Linked DNA regions of Sus scrofa: region 1 is linked to region 2. A link is a contact called in public Hi-C data. All regions are on one chromosome and are shown on one strand. The core of a region is the stretch at or near the end of the contact, and the rest is flanking DNA. Distances in the headings are between cores, read along the strand shown.

What was found. A called contact is a pair of places that touch in the nucleus more often than the background predicts.
Region 1: a Hi-C map of skeletal muscle shows a contact between it and region 2, with 3 times the contacts expected there. The contact joins the promoter of HOXA4 here to the promoter of HOXA1 in region 2. A contact is called at or near these places in 2 of 5 promoter capture datasets (fetal liver and fetal skeletal muscle), 19 of 47 Hi-C or Micro-C datasets (adipocytes, alveolar macrophages, embryonic fibroblasts and 12 more) and 1 of 2 datasets of contacts at active chromatin or transcription factors (skeletal muscle).

Annotation. Positions count from the first base shown.
Region 1 is chr18:45,440,633-45,447,726 of Sscrofa11.1, reverse strand. It overlaps HOXA4 (homeobox protein Hox-A4), which reads right to left and starts at 4,459. Exons shown (of 2, transcript XM_003134841.4): 1 at 3,684-4,459; 2 at 2,065-3,131. The coding sequence starts at 4,320. The coding sequence ends at 2,779. It overlaps HOXA3 (homeobox protein Hox-A3), which reads right to left. Exons shown (of 6, transcript XM_021079043.1): 3 at 429-608.
Region 2 is chr18:45,473,660-45,480,915 of Sscrofa11.1, reverse strand. It overlaps HOXA1 (homeobox protein Hox-A1), which reads right to left and starts at 3,355. Exons shown (of 2, transcript XM_003134844.5): 1 at 2,602-3,355; 2 at 610-2,120. The coding sequence starts at 3,256. The coding sequence ends at 1,765. It overlaps LOC106506838 (a long non-coding RNA gene), which reads left to right and starts at 3,500. Exons shown (of 2, transcript XR_001302424.2): 1 at 3,500-3,724; 2 at 7,097-7,256.

The sequences.
Region 1 (7,094 bases), core at 3,210-5,709, 34 kb after region 2:
ATTAATGAGATAGAAAATTTGTCCTCTGGGTGAACTCTTATGGTTGCCCTAGCAAAGGGCAGACAATGCACGATTTTGAAGCACAGAAGCACAGAGTGGGATTTCCTAAGCTGTTATAACAAGCTCCCTTAAAGACCACATCTGAAACAGGCAACACATTTGAAGAAATGACATAATCATCCATAATCACCGTGGATAATTCTGGCTTTGCAAAACTTACCAATACCTTAATAATCAGGACAGTTTGGGCAAAAGCTGCCATTTTGCCCTGGAACATTAGAAAATCTCAAGCCTCTCTCTTCCTTTCCTGGATAGATTTAGAGTAAGTGAAAGAAGCCCCCTTCACCCCCTTACAAGTGTCTCCAGTATGAAGCTGCTGGATGCCCCCTGCCCCTCCTTCCCTACCAAGGAGAAATATAAGAAGTTACCTTAAATGATGATTATCTGCCATTTGAGGTTTTGCAGCTCGCCACTCAATTTCCACCAAGAGTCTAGGCATTTTTTGAGCAGTCAGCCAAGATGCTGAGTCTTTGCCCGAGACCACATTATTTGCAAGAAGATCCCTCGCTTCTCCACAGACTTTTCCCAGAGAATGCCTTTCAGAATTGCTGTTGAATTACAAAGAAGTATTTATTGTATGAGGTGATTAATGATTCCTGGGAAAATTGCTATTTTCAGCGTGATTTAATTTCGTTTTACAAGTGCGTGTAGTAGGAGGAGTGTTAATAAGATGTAGCAGCAGTTGCAGTGCCTCCAGAAATCCCTGGCACCCTTCACACCTTATAAAATGCACTTTATGCCAGGTTTGGCCTGACCTGGGAGGGCGTGTATTTGTTTGCCCTTGTATTTTCTTGGGGAGAGGAGGCAATCGCTCAGGGGTCAGAGACCAGTGTCCATCACTTTCCTCTCAGATCTGGCTTGCTCCCAGGTAGAGAAGGGGTTCCCTTGCCTGTATCACACACAGGGCAGCTGAGACAAAAGGGGTAACAGCTTTGACCACTGGCTAATGGTTAGTGCTGATGGGAAAATGTGTTTAAAAATCTTCTGATACTGCCGAGGTAGGTGAGCGCCCCCTCCTATCGGTGCGAAAATTATTGCATGAACTAAAGACTACACTCATTCAAGGCCAGGTGACAGGTGCAATATTCTGGGGCCAGTGGGTGTTGGTTTTTGGAATCTCGTCGCAGAGTGCTCCCTTCAGTAACAACAAAGTCTAAATTCTCTTTACTGATTGGTGAGTCAGTAAACACATACGAGGGCTATGGAGACTGAGAAGTGGGTTTTGGTTTCCACCTTTTGAATCTAGAGCTCTAGGTTGGGCAGAAAGGGCTGGGAGCATCCGAGGAGGATGCCCCAGGATCAGGGTCTGGCTTTCTTCCAGCACTTAATAGCTTCACAAGTCTCACGTCTGGCTTGCTTAAGGTGTCATTATGTTTTTTCTTTCCTCAGAAGAAAACTGTGGAGGGGATACTGGGAAAACGCAAGTTATTGTGAAAGCTCTTGCTTCAAGAACAAACAAACAAAAAAAAAACCAAACAAAAATGTCAAGCTGTAGTTAATGAAGAGAATCTTTAAAACAGCCAAAGAACGAAAAGCAATCTCAACCCTATGCACAAACTATTTTTTATCTCCAAGGAAACAGGCAGATTAAGTGTGAAGGTGCAATAAATTCCAAAGGGACCACTTCTTTCCAAGTGTGCTCAGAGTTCAGCATGTAGAACAGCTGCAGAAACTCCTGGGCCCACAGCACTGCACGGTTTCACCTTTCATTGCAGGGAAGGACACGTTTCTATGCCTTACAGAGACTTGAAGCCTGAAAGCCTGGCCAAGTTTGGGAAGAAGAGGAGCCCTCTCAGAGCTCAAGAGCCTTCCTGCTCTTTGGAACTCTTCCCACAGTAGGTCAAACTTGACAAGAGTTCAGCTCAAACTGAACACACTCACACAAATTGCATGGGCAGTCGGTCCAAGTGCCCACGACTCAAGCCATCCTATAGGATTTTTACATGCAAGGTCAAGTATCTAATCCAGAGAACTTTTTTAGATTAAAAGGAGAAAACACACAAATATGTCTTAGAACTTTAATGTTTTTTTTAAACAGAGTTTATTCTTAGCACATGGCTTTCTACAGAGCCACACCACAATTTGTACAGTTGCACATGGGTCTATAATGCACTTCCCCTCCCCCAAGACTGTGTCTCAGAATAAGATAACAGTATCTCCACAACAATATTTTAAATAAATTGAAAGGAAGGGAAGCTAACATGGTCACATCTACCATCGAGGTCTATACATTTTGAGAATTAAATAATCTTGTGAGGTCCACAACAATCTACTCATTTATTCAGTTCAATACAAGCTTGTATGAGCTGCCAAAATGAAGGAGGGGGAGGTAAGAAGACAGGAAAAGGGTCTGTTTTCTTCTGCTCGCCAGGAATATACATGTACATGACCCCAGTCGGCATGGGCTGTGCCGCTGACTGTACCTGTCTCAAAAGTATTTGATGCCAAGTGGTCCTTCTCAGGTACCCAAACCTGGCAGCCTTGTTCAGGCCAGCAGGTTGTTCCACCAGCCAGCATCTGGGCCATTGTCCTCTCCTGGGTGGCAACCCAGCTCACACTCTTACTGGGATAATGTCTTTCTTTTTTATTATCCTTTTCACCAAGTTGGGTATTGTTTGGGGTCTGGTGTGGTCCAGATGGGAAGGGGTGGATGGGGAAGGGGGCAGAAGAGATGAGAAAAGCAGGTGGGGGAAAGAACTGGTCTAGAGCCCTGGAGGATTAAATGGAGGAGGGAATGGGTGTGGAGGCGCCCTGATGGGGGTGAGGGTGTGGGTGCGGGTGCGGGCTCTGAGTTTGTGGTTTCCCTGGCGGGCCTGCTGAGGCTGAGGCTGAGTTGGAGGATCGCATTTTAGTGTTGGGCAGTTTATGATCTTTCTTCCACTTCATCCTCCGGTTCTGAAACCAGATCTTGACCTGGCGCTCGGACAAGCAGAGCGTGTGGGCGATCTCGATGCGGCGCCGCCGGGTCAGGTAGCGGTTAAAGTGGAACTCCTTCTCCAGCTCCAAGACCTGCTGCCGGGTGTAGGCGGTTCGGGAGCGCTTGGGCTCCCCTCCGTTATAACTGGGGTTGACTGAAAGCCCATAACCCCGATGGAGAAAGCCAAGGAAGACGGAGTGGAAGAGAGGGAAAGGAGGAGGAGAGAGAAGGTGGGGTGGGGAAGAGCAATTGGACATCATCATTATATAATAACCTGACACCAAGTTCACGCAAGATACATAAAACTGCAAAGAAAATGTTTCACAGGCTATTGACAACGGGAAACACCCGAGAGCCATAAAGAATGGTGCTGGGCATTGGGGCTGAAGAAAAGCTTCAAAGACACATGGCCTGAAGCCTCTGCCAGGGCAATTAAATTTATGGGGGCTATAATTACTGCCCTAACAGTTTGGCGTCTCGTAAATCTCCCGATAAAGGGACCCCGGGTACAAAAGGGTTCTCACGTTGGGATCTGGCGGCTGGCTGGCGCACACACACCCACGTCCCACAGTAGCTTGGGCCAGTTGGGGGCTCCCCTCCCGAGGCCCCCTTCCCCTCGGCCTCTCCCCCTAACCCCCACCCCGACCTTGGAGCCTGGGCTCGGCCCCAGCCCACCCGCCCGCGCCTCCCCGGCGGCGCCACGTACCGGCGCTGACATGGATCTTCTTCATCCAGGGGTACACCACGGGCTCCTTGCCCTTCAGGCCCGCCGGGCTCTTGTCGGCCAGGAGCAGCGGGCACGCGGGGGCGCTGCCCCCTGCGGGGACGCCCGGGGTGGCAGGAGCCGCCTGGCAGCGCCGCGGGGGCGCGGGGGCCGCCGCGCGATGCTGCGGGGGAGGCGGCGGCGGCGGCGGCGGGGGCTGCCGCCCGGGCGGCAGGACATGGGTCGCGTGCAGGCCGTGCGCGGGACCCTTGGCGTGCGCCGGGGGCTGCTCGGACTGCGGCGGCCGCCCGGGGCTAGCGCCGCCGCGGTAGCCGTAGGGGTAGGCGGCGTCGGCCGCACCGTGCGCGGGGTAGAGCGCGGCCGCGGGGTAGGAGGGCTCGCGGGCGGCCCGCGGCGCGTAGTAGGAGGCGGGGGGCTCACGGCCGCCGCCCGTGTGGGGGAGCTGGGGCTGCTGCGGCGGCAGGTGCTGGGCCGCGGGCGCTGGGGGCTGCTGGTAGCCGGGACCCCCGCCCGGGCCGCCGTCTCCGCCGCCCGGGCCGCTGTGCTGCGCGTACTCCTCGAAGGGAGGGAACTTGGGCTCGATGTAGTTGGAGTTTATCAAAAACGAGCTCATGGTCATTAATTTGTGAAGTGCAAAAATACTAATTTTTCTCGCGTTGTCGTTTTTCTGGGCTCGCCGAGGCCCCTCCCCCTCCCGCTTCGCTTCCCATCCCCCTTCCTCTGCTCCCTTCCCCTCCCCCGCTGTCAAGCGCCCACCCCTCCCCCTCCCTCCGCCGCCGACGCCGCCAAAGTTCGCGCTCCTCCCCCGCCCGCGCCCGCGCGCGCGCTCCGTCGCGACCCCGCGCGCGCCCCGCCCAGGACCTCCACGTGATCCGCCCCCTCCAATGTGCGCGCCGCGCGCGCGGACCCGGATCAGGAAGCGCGCCGGCGGGTGATGGATGCTGGTGTCCCGCTCTGAGCAGAGGGGGGTAGCTGGCGCTTGGGTCCTCCAACCCCGCCCCCACGCCCCAACTTTGAGTCCCTGTGGGAATTTGGGAACCAGAGGCTTCTGGTTCTCTCAGATGCCCAGACTGGGCCCCATGCGTGCCCTACTCCGGGCTAGGCCTCGGGGCAGCCAGGCGGCCGCGGCCCAGCGCTGACCTCGGGGCCCAGCCTAGCCTGACCTGGCGGCCTCCTGGGCTCGAGGCCGCCTGGGGGAGGGAATGGTGCCAGGACTAAGGGGGTGTCCTGTTTTTTATCCGGGCCCTGGAATGAGGCCAACTGACCGGTTTTCTTACCAGCTGATTCCCTTCCCCACGTCAGGCTCGCTGTGTCCGGGGCCCCCCGACGTTCCCTGTTTGAGAAGCCATGCACGAGCCAAAAAGGGTGGGTGGGTGAGCAGCTGAGAGAAATCGGCCCCAGGAAATAAAGCAAAGCTATTCCAATATAACCGAATGAACACTTTTCTTTCTTTCTTTTTCTATTTTTTAGAAGCAGAATCTATTTGGTTGTTTCCCTAAGAAAAACGAGAACCTTCTAATAGCATCTCATTTGATGGAAGTGGCATTCAGAATTAAACATGCTCGAATTTAATAGGTGCAATTGTGAGAGAGACGATGGGGATGGATAGAAGCGACGATGCCGCCACAAAATACAGCATGGAAACCAACATCTTCCTACTAAAGAACACTCCCCAAACAAAAACAAGCTAAGGATAGCACAGGCATTGTGCCACCGGTCTTTTCCCGCTGAGAATGTTTTTGTCTCAGCTTTTCCAGACTGACACGAAAAGGTATATTTAAGAACAGTCTAGAGTTTCTGAATTACTGAAAGTTAGCATATTAACGACATCGGCAGCTCTGGAAAGTAGAGAAAGAGGACTTTTGCCTGCCATTTGGTCATTGAAATATGATGGGTCAATTAACTGCCGTTATTGACAAATGAATTACATATTAATTATACCTAATGTTGATCTCTGAAGTAAATACTGATGCCTTACACGATCGTAGTGTGTACTTTCCGTTTCCTTTTCTAACAGACACACCTAGATCCTACTTTTCATCGCAGATTAAAGCAGTGCAAACTAGCATAGTCTCGATTCTAAAAATACTTTCATATGGGCAAGCAAAGCAAAGATTTTTCAGCTGGTGCACCTTAGTTGATTTTTTCAAAGAACAGTATAAACAGCCTTCTCACAACTAAGTCTGGAAAGCAGACAAGGAAAGTTATAGCTTAAGTCTGGAGACACTTCAAAAGGAATGTCAGTTCTATCTTCATTTATATCGGTTACTCATAGGAGTTACTAAATGCTGGAATATATCCATTTGATGGATAGTCATTTAATGCTTAGCCACATAAAGCCTATTATATGGGACTAATCTTTAAACTAATTTAGGAAAAGAGGTTAAAAAAGGGATCATGTTAGCTTTCTAACTGCAATCACCCTGAAGTGGTACAAAGAGGTTTTCCACATTGGATGTGTGTCTGTGAAGAGTGCTGTCCATCGACATGGGGCACCTTGAAAAATTTTTAAAATGAAATCTGAGCCACAGAGAGAAATCAACACTGAATGTAATCTTTAGACATCCTCTCTAGGCTCGGGGGGAAAATCCAGTCTGTGATACAGTTGCCTAAACCAATATCTCTCTACAGCAGGAAAAATAATATATACACATATATGCCATATAACGTGAGTAATACACATACACACACACACACACACGATGTAATTTACAAAACTGAGCTCTCTAAGCTTCAGGGAGGAAAAAACATGACAAGGAAATTTTGCCCCTCTCCTCATGTCATCGGCCTTGAGTACTAGGGTCTTAACCATGTCTGTTCAATATTATTTACAGACACTAAAACAGAAAATTCATGTTGTTTAGCCTCAGAACCTTCTACTGCGTTTCTATTTTAACGTATTGACGAAACTCGGGCACTGTTTTGTATATGGTTAACCTAAACGAGTTAACTGTGCCTGTGTTTCATGTGGTTCTATTACTTTAGGAAGATGGGCTTACACAGAATCCCCCCAAGGCCTGTAACTTGTCTTTGTGGTTCCTATCATAAACACAAACGGAGCCAGGACCACCAAGTGTTATCTCACACACCGACATTTTGACATTTTACTGCAAGATTTATGGCTGTAATAAACAATCTCAGTACCTTTTCTGATCCTTCCACAATCTCTCTTTGCAAGCCATAGCATCATTCCATTGAATCAAATAATCTTTTGAAAAACAGAACAAAACAAGACCTCTTGCCTTCGCATGAGATCCAAGACACCAAAGTAAAGCCAGGAAGAAACTAACTCAATTAATAAATAAACCGAAGTTTACCAGCAGCATCTCGCCCGGAAAAAGATGGGATGCCCTGACATCAAGCAGAGAGGGAGCGTGCTAATCTTCGCACACC
Region 2 (7,256 bases), core at 2,106-4,605:
GAGAAGGAAAGACGCCAGGGTTTACTCAGAACAGACCACACTCGATTTAAAGGGTGGAATATTTGGCACACTGTCACAGACAAGCCAAAAAGGAGGAAGAGGGGTTGGGTGGGAGCCCCATCCCCAAACAGCTTTATACTGGAGCCAGTTAAATGTGAATCTCTTAGCTCTTGGTTCACTGATGTGAGGAAAGACTGACTGAAGAGTCTCGCCTTTGAAGGGGATTCTGTTTATATATACGTCAACATTCAGTTGGAGGTGAAAAGGTTAGCACTTGACCCAGGAAGTATCTATGTTTGTTTCAAAAATAGATCTGCTTCATCTATTTCTTCACCATTCATTTTTTCCATGATGGACTCTGATGATCGTAAAGGAACTGCTGCTGTTTTTAAAGAGAATCAACCTATTGCATGCACATTGGTTAGGTGCAATTACACTCATTGGGGAAGCATCAGCTCCATATGAAAAGTATTTCCCTTTTTTTTTTTTTTCCAAGAAGAGGCCCATCTCTTTGAAAATACACAACACCCTTCTCCCCTTCCCCACAGGAAAGGAGCCAACTTTGTAGGGACCAACAAATTGTAGCCAAGCCAGACACAGAGATGCTTAAGCATATCTGAAACTTGAATATATTTATTACAGACATCTTAAGACCCGTAAACTCTGCTCTGGATCACATCCTTCTGGGATCTCGGAGCTGTTCATGATTGTACAGGAAATGGGAACTATCACAAAGGATAACTGATAAAACTCAGTGTGGTACTTCGGGAACATCAAGACATTGTGCGACATGCAAAAGACTATTCACGAATCACACAAAATATACATTCATTGTGCCATCCATCACATTAACAACTGAGCTAAAAATACATCATATCCAGCTACAATAACTGTGGAGGGAAGAAGCTGGTGTGAAATAATACGTTTGGGTCCTGAATACTCCAGCGCAAATTTGAAAGAGTGTGGCCAGAGAAAGGAGAAAGGCGTGGGGATGGGGAGAGACTCAGCCCAGGGAGCCAGGTTTCTGACCCTTTATGCTGCAGGCTTTCTTAACTTGCTGAAAGAACAAACGGAGGCGACCCTCTGAGGCCTCTGATTGATTTTACTGGGAGCTTTTAGTCTTTAACCTATAATCACATACAAAGTTGTACCAGCTTAGAGAGTTTGCCCACCCTATTTTCATCCCTTAATCTAAACATTTCTAGAAAATCTGTATAAAGATAAATCTTTCAGGACAAAGTATTTACAACCAGCAGACTCACACACATGAAACTGAGTTAAATTAAGGGGTGAATTAATTGTGTAAACACGCTCATAGTGCATCTCTTCCTCATGAGCTCCTGGACTCTCTTCTCTCTCTATCCTACTTTAAGGGCAGAGTAGGGGAGAACTGTAAATACACGGTTAGATATAAGATGAGAGGCCTCCCTCTGACATGTTTCTGCTGGCAAAGGAGACTATTTTCCAAAGGGCATCTGAAAGGAACTGTAGGGTCTGTCAAAGAAATCTCCTAAAACTAGGGGCGTTAGGGGCCTTGAGAAAATTGATGTTGGCACTCAATTTGCATTGCGGAGCTAGCACTCCCCTGCCCCCACACCAGTCTCTAATCCAGAATTCACTGGAAACACAGTATCCTGGCCAGGAGTTCCCCAGATAGGATCAGAGAGGAAGAGAGAGATTGTAAATGGACAGGAAGATAAGCTAAGAATGTGCTTTGGGAAAGAAGTCCCAGCCGGAAGAGTCGAGTCTGGGGCTGGGGCGGCCTCAGTGGGAGGTAGGTAGAGTGTCTGAGGTAGCAGACCCCGGGGAAGGAACGCAGGGCGAGGAGCTGGACTTCTCGGAGGATTCCTCGGCCTTCTCCTCACTGCCCGGTGGGGTGGCTGGAGAGATGGGCAAGAGGCCCTCCTTCTCTCGTTTCTTCTGCTTCATTCGGCGGTTCTGGAACCAGATCTTCACCTGGGTCTCATTGAGCTGCAAGGACGCGGCGATCTCCACCCTGCGGGCCCGCGTCAGGTACTTATTGAAGTGAAACTCCTTCTCCAGCTCCGTGAGCTGCTTGGTGGTGAAGTTGGTCCGCACCGCGTTGGGCTGACCCACGTAGCCGTACTCGCCAACTTTCCCTGAGGGCAAGGGGAAGCGATGGGGAAAAAAGGGGAAAAAATTTATATTCGATATGAGAGTCCCTGTAGGCTTCAGAGCAAGATTCAGGCAAAGGGGGAATCAAGAATTTCTCAACACAAGCCGGGCTTGGGAGGGTGAGTGATGAGGTGTAAAGCGTTCATCTGAAGTCACCCATTAGCATGGTCAGACCAGTGATTAATGGAGCCTGGAGATATTAACACACACATACACACCTACCCACTTTCCCACGTCCTACTTCCAAAACCTCTAAAACTCAGCCCCCTTGGAAACACAACAATCCCAGATGTTCCTTTGTGCCAACCACACCTGGGCAGCCTCCCAACACCCTACAACACCGGTGGGAAGCAAGAATTTTAAAGAAAAAAACAAAACAAAACCTTGATTAATTTTCCTTGGAAACTAAGCATACCGGCTCCTTCCTGAATAATCAAGGATCATTCATGGAAGGGCAAGACTGACCTGTTTTGGGAGGGTTCCTTTTGACTTTCATCCAGTCAAATGTCTGCGCTGGAGAAGACGTCTCTGATGCAGGGGAGCGGCAGGCTTCTTGGTGGCTGGCGTGGAGAGGGGACAAGGAGTTATTATACGTGGCCAGGGCCAGGCTCTGATGCTCTTGTCCATATGAGTGGTGAATATATTGAGGCGAGCCCACCGCGCCCCCGGCATAACCCTGGTGGTGGTGGTGATGCTGGACCATGGGAGATGAGAGATTTCCAGAGTAAACAGCGGGAGCGCACGTGGGGTACCCACCACTTACTTCTGCTTCCTGATTTAACGCGTAGGAGCTGTAAGGCGCGCCAAAGTTCTGCGCGCCGTAGCTTGGACCACAACTCGAGTGGGAGTAGGACACCCCCAGGTTCCCAGGAGTCTGGTAGGTGGCCGGCTGGGGGTGGTGATGGTGGTGGTGGTGGTGGTGGTGGTGGGGCGGGCTGATCTGCACCCCCCTGCCCACTAGGAAGCGGTCGTCGCCGCCACAGCTATTGGCACTGACCGCGCACGACTGGAAAGTTGTAATTCCATGGTCGGAGGGGTAGGCTCGCGCTGAGCAGGTCCCCGAGTCGCCACCGCTGAGGATGGGGTATTCCAGGAAGGAGCTCATTCTTGCATTGTCCATCTGTCACTGAGTGACCGGGTCCTGCGAAGCCCTGAGTGACCGTGCCAACTTTCTCACTTCCTCCATGGGGCCGGAGAAGAAAAATGATATGAATGTACAGTGCGCAAGAGGGGGGGCGGGAGGGCGGAGGGCGCTAGGGGAGGGGCACGTGACTCTCTCAGCCAATGGCGGAGCCTCCTGCGAAAGTTTGCTGGCTCCTGCGGTGATGGATCACCCTTTCAGTGGCATTTAAATCCCCGGCGCTCCTCAGTCTAGGTGACGCGCAGTCGCCCCCCCAGGCAGCCCGGGCGGCAGCAGCAGCTGCGGCGGCTGCAGGGGCAGATTCCCAGCGTTGGGGCGAAGGGGAGCAGGGGCTGCCTTCTGCGAGTGGCCGACTCCGATCGCCCCCCTCCGGGAGGTGGGGGCTGAGAGCCATCCTCGGTCACCGCCCCCCTCCCCACCGTGCACAGAAAGAGGAACTGGCAAGAGGTGAGACGCCAAGAGGGCTCCGCGCTCTCTTGGGTCGGGAGTCAGTGGGAGGGAGCTCGCTGGGCCGCCACTTGCACACTGGCTGAGCCCGGAACGCGAGGAACTGGAAGGGTCGCTCCCCGGGCGCTTTCACTGCCGTCCCTTCTGTGATGCCTTGGGGGCAGTGAGGAGAGCCGAGAACGGTGGCGGGGGACGAGGCTGGGCCACCACCAGGTCTCCGGAAGGAGAGGGAAGTGCGCAGAGGGCTGGCTGGGGGAACCCGAGTGGGCGTGGAGGGGACAAGCGCAAGAAAGGAAACTTCCCTCTCCCTGTAGGGTCTTGAAGCCCCCGTTCCTCCCCCACCCCCACGAGCTGTTAGCGTGGCAACGGGGAGCTGCTGTAATTCGATGCTCGGGAACGGGTGAACCTTGGGAGCTAAGCTTGCCGGAAAAGGCCGGGGGTGGCCCGGCTCTTCGCCCTCCCTCTCTCCTCGCTCTCCGCCCCTTTCTCCTCCCCACTCAGCTCTGTTCTGGGAGCCCTGCGGGATCCGGAGCAACTCTGCTGCCGGATTTTGAGGGGTAGGAGGCGGGGGAGAGAGATGACGCTAGCCGACGTGGCCAGCGTGGGGGCCGGGCCGTGCGCTGCAGGCCATCTGCCGGCTCCCTAGGACCCAGGAGCCTGTGTACACCGACCTGGGCCTCAAAGGGCGAGACCACAGTGAAGTACGATGAACTCCCCCTCCACCTCCCCTCCCACCCCGCCACCCCCAGAAACGTTTCTCGTTTCCTGGAGGCGAATGTTAGGCGTGCTAGAGCTTCCTTCATCCACCCCCCCCCCATTCTACTGCACAGCTGAAGTGGGGGTGGGGGCTGGCAGGTGGGAGGGGCAGTGGACAGATGGCTGATGGTGGACAGGACATTTTCTTCTTCCCCAACAACACCTCCTCCCTTTTGTAAACTGGCTGTGTGGTTCCCTGTGTGAACCTTCAAGTCCTTCCCTAGAGAGACACGTGCAAATCTGAGCGTCATCCCAGGACAGGAGTCCTGTTCTCCATCACCCTCAGCCTACCCGGATGCTGACGGGGTCGTTAATTGCTGTTTACTATTAAGTTTCATGTCGACCCTGGGCTTGTAAAGAGAAAAGGCCAAACAGAGGCCAAGAATTGATGCATTCCTAGATAAAAGAAATCCAGACATCATCCAAGAAGCTTTGCAGCAAATACCCTATAGATTTTACTCTGATCATGTTCACCACATTGGAATCTGACAGATCAAATTTATCTGAGGGTGGAATGTGTATTTGGGGTTCCCACTCTTCTCTACTCTTCCCTCTCCAGTTAGAAGGAAGTTTTGCTGGAGGCAGACACATTGTAAATGGGTTGGCCTTTTAGGTTTCTGTCTGTGTTCTGTGCTCCACACAGAGAAGTTCTCCCCTAACCTGTCCCCCCCAAGAGAGAGAACTCTGGCAGTCATTTGACTGTGGTTTCCCTCCGTAGCAAAGGGGCATTTTCCCTAAATATTTCCTTCCGAAAGGGTATTTTCCTGTGACCTTTGACCCATCCCCGATCCTGGTTAAGAGGGAGCCAGGAAGGTCACTCCGGCCCCAATTTCAGCACCTGGGGAACCTCCTCCTGGAGAACGGAAAAGGCAAGGCGGACCTCCTGGAGGTGGCTTCCTGGGGAGCGCCAGGCCTCCAACCGGAGGACAGAAGGGGCTCCTGGGGGGGAGGAGGCACGAAGCGAGGGGGTCCGGGCCAGCATTGGACGATTTGCTCTCCCAGCCGAAGCTCCTCGGTACGTTCTTCCCCATCCCCCCCTTGCCTCATTCCTACCCCTTTGTTGGCCTCCTCCGCTCGGGTTTGCACGACCCCCTCGCCGCAGGGCTCGCGCCACAAAGCCACCCCAGTCCGCCACCGCTCTCCTTCCTCCGCTAGTTCTCGGCCTCTGAACGCCTCTCCCTGCACCTCTCTTCCTCCCTCCAGGCCTCTCTTCCCAGCCAGCGCGGGTGGAGTGTTTTTCTTGCGATCCCAAACTTGCGCTCGCACACAGGCCCGCCGCCCACGGGCGGGCGACCCACCCGCCTCCGCTCCCTGCTCCCCGCAGGCCGGGCTCTAGCGGCCGCGGCGGCTCCGCCCGGGCTGGTGGCCCGGAGCGCCACTCTCCCGGCGCGGCGCACAAAGGCGGCCTCCTCTGGCCGCGAGCCCGCAGGCTTCCGTAGCTCCGCCGCTTCCCCCCCCCAACCCCCACCCCCACGAAGCCCGGGGGCTCCTTCCGCGGGGTCGGAGACCCTCGGTGCTCCGAGCAGGCAGGCCGGCGCCCCAGGACTGGAGCTAAAGTCTCTTTAAACGCCCCGGGAGACGGGGTAAAAGGCGAGCCCGGTCACTATTTAAACGATCGCCTGCAAGCGGTTTGCTGGGCTCAAAGCGCCTCTTTCAGGGCTGTTCTACTGGAAAGGGAAGGAGTGAGGAGGAGGCGAAACGCCGCCGAGGCCGGGAGCTGTTCATGGCAACCGCGGCTCAGCCAAGCTGTTGTTTTAAAAGAGCAATAAAAATGAATTATGACTAAACGCCTTCTAACTTAATGCTTTCGGACGGGGATCCCCGGCAAATACGTAAGAGGATTTTTATTTGTGCATGTGTTCCTGCAATTGATCTCTTTGATGACATTCTCATTCATAGAAAGCGTTTGATTTATGAGCGTAGGATGAATCGCAAACGGCAGCGGCTTAGCTCTGGCCGCGGCCGGGCCGCCTGCTCCGCTCTGCTCCGCGCCTGGGGCAGGAGACCCGCCGGGGTCCTCGCACGCCTCGGCTGCTGCCGGGATTTAGGGGGCAAAGGGGGGTGGGGGTAGCGAGCAAGCCCATGGAGAGAGATCGCGATTTCCTCGTAACTTCCAAGCCTTGGCTATTGAGAGCCGGGTTTTTAAATCAACCCGCCCCCACACATGTTGCTTACACGCTGCGTTTTCTCACGGTAAGAACATATAGCCGTCAGAACAGAGCTCAGTAAGGGAAAATAAAGGTTGGGAGACAGAGGAAGGGAGAAAAAAACAGAACAACCCAGGAACATACCCTAGTTCACATTTTATTGATATTTCATTTAAAGTGCTTTTTCTCGTTCTCTCTCTAGAAACTGGGTTAATTTATAACCTAGGGTGCAGAAACACTCCATTTTTAAATCTCATCTTACCTAACCTGACTTCAAAGCTTTAATGATCCATTATTTACCATGTAAACAGATTTAAGAATGAAATATTGATTTTTCTGACCCTGAAAAAAAAAAAGAAGAAGAAGAATCCTAGAACGACTGAATCAGAGGATTGGAAAGAACCCTTTCTGAGGTCCATTTTCCTGCTAGTAACCATTGTCTTGTTTTATTTTTGTTTTTCTCTTTTAGGTCTGTTTGCCTGGACCCATCAACAGCCAGGAGACTAACCAACCACACTGAAAATGTTCTGGGATTTGTGGGGGAGGGGTTGGGATGTAGATGTTTGAAGCAAATGTGTATAAATAAATGAATTGCTGATAACTTAGTTTTTGACCTGGAGACTGGTAGA